2 separate regions of the Sus scrofa genome follow, and region 1 is linked to region 2. A link is a contact called in public HiChIP or PLAC-seq data. All regions are on one chromosome and are shown on one strand. The core of a region is the stretch at or near the end of the contact, and the rest is flanking DNA. Distances in the headings are between cores, read along the strand shown. Region 1 holds the start of PDHX (pyruvate dehydrogenase protein X component, mitochondrial). Region 2 holds the start of CD44 (CD44 antigen).

Region 1 (2,700 bases), core at 153-2,652, 210 kb before region 2:
CCTCATTCCTGATCTCCCTGGCCTTCTTTCAAGAGTGTGCTGAAGGTCAGCGGCTGACTGCAGCGGCTAATGACCTAAACCTTGTGGAGGCAGCGGGTGGGTGACAATTTTTAGTTGGCAGTGAAAAGAGGAATAAATACGTAAATTGTAATAAGTGAGAGGAAGAAAACAAGTGACTTTGCTCATCTCTGGAAAGTCATTTATTCACAGAAATACTGGCTGATAAGTTTTTCCTAATAAAATCTGCCACCTTTTACTTTTTAATTGGGACCTTCTGCCCCAAGGAAGAATAACAGGAGGAATAAAGAATCAGGTCGTGATTTGAGGGGGAATTCCCAGTCTCTTCAGCAGCGCTTCTCACTTGTAATGGTTTACTGGTCTAGCTCTCCTCCAGAACCCAGGCCATTGTCTTAATTACCACCCTGAGCACATGGGTGTTCCATAAATTGTTGGCATGCAGAAGTGAATGAAAAGTTATGTGCAGCCCGAGGGTGGAATCTTCCTGTGACTTCTGCTTAAGGAAAAATCCTTCCTAGATCATCCCACAACCAATCTAAACAGAAGCAGGCAAAGAGCAACTTGCGCAGAGAAAGTGCCAGCTACTGAACAGATCCGGCTCGGGGACGTTTCCCAAGTACCTACTACGCGCCAAATGTCAGGCTGGTCGCCAGGGCGCAGAAGAGCTCATAGTCTGAGCTCCGTTTCACCCGCGGCTTCACGTTTCCCCGGTCTTCATGAGAAGTTACTTTGAAATACACACTTAATACCGCTCTCCTCCGTTATTTTTCCTTATTCAAGGTTTGGTGCCCAGCTCCTGTCTCCAGAGAACCCCAGCCGGTGGAGCAAAGACCTCAGCGGGAGCCGGGGACTTAGGTCAGCACCCGCAGCGGAAACCGCGGTGCGCGAGGGTCCCGTTGGGTCCGGCCCGAAACCCCACCCCGCCCGCGCCTAGCTTCCGCCGCCGAGCCCCGCAGGCGCCTCGCTTCCAGGGAATAGAAGGCGCCGGCGGCCCCGCCCCTACCTGCGCGAGGCATTGCCGCGAGCTACAGTCTCCCTCTGGAGCGTGACAGCCAGACATGGCCGGGAGCAGAGGTACCCGCGCCCTCCGGTCTTCGCAAGGCTTTGCTCCCGGCCCTCAGTTGGGGCTAACACGGCGAGGCCAGAAATGCAATCAGGCGGTGTGGAGGGCAGTCCGGAGGCGGGGCGGACAAGACGAAAGGCGGGTCCGGGAGGGCCTCGCTGACCGGAGGCCCAACCGCGCAGCCTCATGACCGGGAGGCGAGGCCAACGAGTTTGGAGGCGGAGCTAGAAGAGCTGCTTGATTCCTGCGGTTTACGAGTCGCGGGCGTCCAGGGGGCGTGTCCAACGGGGTGGGAGGCGGGGCCTTGTAGGGCCTTGATGACTGGGCGAACAGGCTGTGCTGAGGGCAGCCCGCGAGAAGGCTGGGAAGATGGCGGCCTCCTGGAGGCTAGGCTGTGACCCGCGGGTGATGCGTTGCCTCCTGGGCTTTGGCAACTGCCCGGGGCTGGTGAAGGGAGCTGCTGGATGGTCTCTCGGCCGCGGAGCTAGTTGGAGATGGTATCACAGCACGCAGTCTCTTTGGGGTGAGTGGCCGGGACGCGCTCAGCTCCTCTGTGCATCTGAGCAACGGGCCTGGGGCAGGGGCTTTTTGATTAAGGGCCTGCACCTGGGTGTGGAGGTGCCCGGAGCCTCCCCGCTCCCTTGGCTTTGTCTCGGGGAGGGTTCTGCTGACTTGGCCTCGTGCATGCCGCAAAGGGTTTTTTGGAAGCTAGGAGAATTTGACTCCGTTCCCTGGCCTCCTGGTTGGTATGGCTTCTCCGTGACCTTGCCTTGGATTTGGGGTTGTGCGGCCTCTCTCAAGCCCCTTCCTAGTCATTGTTAGTTTCCTTTAGAGTTGTCAAGTTGCCCAAGTTTGCTGAGATTTAGACGTCACGTTAGTGGTTTTTATTCATTGTTTTCACCCTTGTCTACTGGAAGATCTTAGAGGCCAGCGGGGTTGCCTCACGCGAGTACTGGTAAAGGACTCAATTTGTAAATGTCTAGGCATCATAGGCATAGGTCCGGAAAAATGTTTTATGCGAAACATGGCTTGAAAGAGTGGAAATTTAGGGGGAGAAGCTTACCAAGAAGTGTCGACTTAAAGCCAGGCCGCCCAAGTGTTGTGAGTTTTAAGTTTTATTCAGAATATGAGTGAGGATTTTAGCCTGGGAGACAGCCGCTCTGCAGAGGTAGAGAAGCCAGATTGTATGTGAATTTTTTGGCTAGGAGATAAATGCGGTTAGGCATACAGGTTGATAAAAGATTACTGCTAATCACAAAGAGCAGATATCTCAGGTTAATGGTTTTAGTATTTTTCTATGAATGGGAAGATATAAGAATTCAGGATCATTAAAATTCTTCTTGAAATGTGTTTCGAATTATCTAAGGGCCTCTTTATCCAAAACACCCAGTGCTTCATCCTGAATTCCTCTCAGGTTGCACTGTCTGTCGCTGGGCAACTGCAGTGGGTTATGATTTAACCCTTGTAGAACTGGATTTGCCATTGAAATTCTTCATTGTTTACAAAACTTATTGTTGAAAGTTGTCTTTAAGTAGTGATATTGACAGAGCTAACACAATTCCTACGGTGTTTAATGGTATATACTGTAGTGTGCCCTGCATTATTTTTCTTTACATGAG
Region 2 (2,700 bases), core at 147-2,646:
GAGATTTGTTGGGTAGCCTAGATGGAGGAAAGTGGATTAACCCTTGCATAGATAGGAATATACATGGCAGCAAGAAAGAAGGGATAGACGCATGGGTGGGTGAGAGGGTGGATAAAATGGTGAATGGATATGTGGAGGATGGATGGGTGGATGGGCGAATAATGGATGGATACATGTATGATGAGATATACGGGTGGATGGAAGGAGACGAGGACAGTGTATAGATGGATGTGGATTTACAAAGAAATATGAGGAGTTCCCGTAGTGGTGCAGTGGTTAAAGAATCCGACTAGGAACCATAAGGTTGCAGGTTCGGTCCCTGCCCTTGCTCAGTGGGTTAACGATCCGGCGTTGCCGTGAGCTGTGGTGTAGGTCGCAGACGCGGCTCAGATCCTGCGTTGCTGTGGCTGTGGTGTAGGCCGGTGGCTACAGCTCTGATTGGACCCCTAGCCTGGGAACCTCCATATGCCGCGGGAGTGGCTCAAGAAATAGCAAAAAGACAAAAAAAAAAAAAAAAAAAAACAAAAAAAAAAAACAAAGAAATATGAAAAGATTAAGGACAGCTGGATGAGAAGCTGGATGAGAGGGTGGTTGGAAGGATATGTGGTTAGATAAATGCATGGAAAGAAGGATGGATGGCTGTGAGTGTCTACTGGATGGACAGATGCACGAGCCCTGGAGGGAGGTAAGGTAAGATGGGTAGAGAGATGAATCAGTGGATGGAAGGATACTTGGGAGGATGAATGAGTGTGTGAGTGAGTGCGTGGATGAATGGGTGGATGGTTCCAGGTGCCAGCCTGAGGCTGGATGATAACAGGTGGGTCAGTGGCTGGTTATCATTAGCCTTCTCTGAGTGGTCCTGATAAGAATCAAAAATCCACCTGAGGCTGTGAACTTCCTTCTCCTTCGAGGGAAGAAGAATGTGCACTTCCTCTCTTCCCTGGGAAGAATCACAAGCTCCCCATCATGGGCAGGGAAGCACCACTCTCCAGGGCAGGACCTGGCTCTGTCCCAGCTCTTCTCCCAGAATATCCAGCTGCCTCTGAAAACCCAGGGAGAAGAGCTCCCCAGCCAGATGCAAAGAGAAACAGTAAAGAGGAGAAGCCAGAGGCTGATCCCAAAGGGCTGAAGTTTTACGACTCAGTCATTCCCTGCTGCGTCCAAAGGCTGGGCTCCCAGTCGCCTCTGGAGCGGAAAGCCGGTGCCTCCCGGTACGATGGAACCCCGCGGCCCCCCGGGGCACCCGCTTTGGCACCCGGTGTTACCATCTCCGTGGAGAAGGGGGCGGGGGCAGCGAGGCCAGCGCCAAGGAGAGCCGGTACGTCTTTAAACTTCTGCCGGCTGCTTAGTCACAGCCCCCTCGCTTGGGTGTGTCCTCCGCTCGCTCCCTCCCTCTTAGGTCACTCACTCAACCCTCGAATAAAAACTGCACCCAACTTCCCAGGCGCCCTCACTGCCAGCCGGACCCCAGCCTCGGACAGGTTCTGGCGCCCTGCTCGTCCAGTGCTCTGCCGGCCCCCGCCCAGCGCCCCGGCCCTTCCATGTCACCCGCTCACTCTCTCCGTCGTTCCGACGCCATGGACACCTTTTGGTGGCGCGCAGCTTGGGGACTCTGCCTCGTGCAGCTGAGCCTGGCGCAGATCGGTGAGTGCCTGCCGAGGCGGTGGGAGGGAGTGACAGGAGTGGCCGGGACCCGCCGGCAGTCGCGCGGGTTGAGTTGGCCCTGGGGCACCTGAGTCAAGTGGGCGGCGAGCGGCTGGGATTTGGGGAAGGAGAGCCGGGCACGGATTTGCGCTAAGCTGGTGGAGAGCCTGTTGGTGGAAAGCACCGTTTTGTTGAAAAGAGAAAGAACGAAGAAAAGTTTGCTGGGCAGGCTGCCGGCGGTGGCGCGCAGTTTTGGGTGAGGTTGTTGGAGCCCTAGAAGCACAAGGCAGAAAGTAACTGTATTCCTGGGCGCGCACAGCCCGCGCGTCTGGACTAACAGGCTCTGGTGCCCAAGGGCGCTGGAAGCCCGGCTGGGCTGTGGCCGGGCAGAGCTGGGCAGGGCAGGGACAGGGGCTAGGGCAGAGGCAGGGCTGTTGGCGAGGTGGCCATAGAGGTGGGCACAGTGGCTATGTGTGAGGGCTGGTGGCCATGAGCTTTCTAGAAAGGGGTCCTGGGTTCCAAGGCTCTTACAGTTGGCTCCAGTCACTAAGGATCTTAACACTGTGGGAACCTGAACCAGCACTGTGGCAAGGTTCTGGGTCTCCACGAGGTGCCAGCCTGGGTCAGGGAGTGTGAATAGGAGAGGCACTGACTGGGCCAGCTGCTAGGTCCTGGCAACCTCCTGCTTCTGCCGATCAGTTAGGGGAAATCCAGCCAGCAGCGATGTGGCTCGTATTCCCTGCCTGGCAGCCTCTAGGCAGGATGGGGGAACCTGGGCACCAGGGTGGCATCAGGAATCCTGGATCTGGGGCTGCCAATATCCCATCCCAATAGGCTCCATGCCCTTCAGTGGCTGTTGGGGGGAGAGGCTGTGTGTGATGTATTGGTGAGGCTGAACTCCAAGCATTCCTTTCTTTTGTCTATAGAGGTACAGATAATTACATGGCTGATTTGGTTATCGCTAGAAAAATTAATTATTTTTCTTTTAAGAAGTGCCAGCTGGGTCATTAGAACAGCTCAACCTATGGTTAATTCCACTCAGCAAGTGTTTATTAA

What was found. HiChIP or PLAC-seq counts read pairs in DNA pulled down with a chosen protein or histone mark.
Region 1: a contact with region 2 is called in an H3K27ac HiChIP or PLAC-seq map of alveolar macrophages. The contact joins the promoter of PDHX here to the promoter of CD44 in region 2. A contact is called at or near these places in 1 of 5 promoter capture datasets (liver), 5 of 47 Hi-C or Micro-C datasets (embryonic fibroblasts, fetal skeletal muscle, heart right ventricle and 1 more) and 2 of 2 datasets of contacts at active chromatin or transcription factors (alveolar macrophages and skeletal muscle).

Annotation. Positions count from the first base shown.
Region 1 is chr2:26,093,597-26,096,296 of Sscrofa11.1, reverse strand. PDHX (pyruvate dehydrogenase protein X component, mitochondrial) reads left to right here and starts at 1,402. Exons shown (of 13, transcript XM_003122869.4): 1 at 1,402-1,604. The coding sequence starts at 1,451. APIP (methylthioribulose-1-phosphate dehydratase) reads right to left here and starts at 1,277. Exons shown (of 8, transcript XM_003122870.3): 1 at 1,022-1,277. The coding sequence starts at 1,078.
Region 2 is chr2:25,882,905-25,885,604 of Sscrofa11.1, reverse strand. CD44 (CD44 antigen) reads left to right here and starts at 1,396. Exons shown (of 14, transcript XM_013994425.2): 1 at 1,396-1,644. The coding sequence starts at 1,542.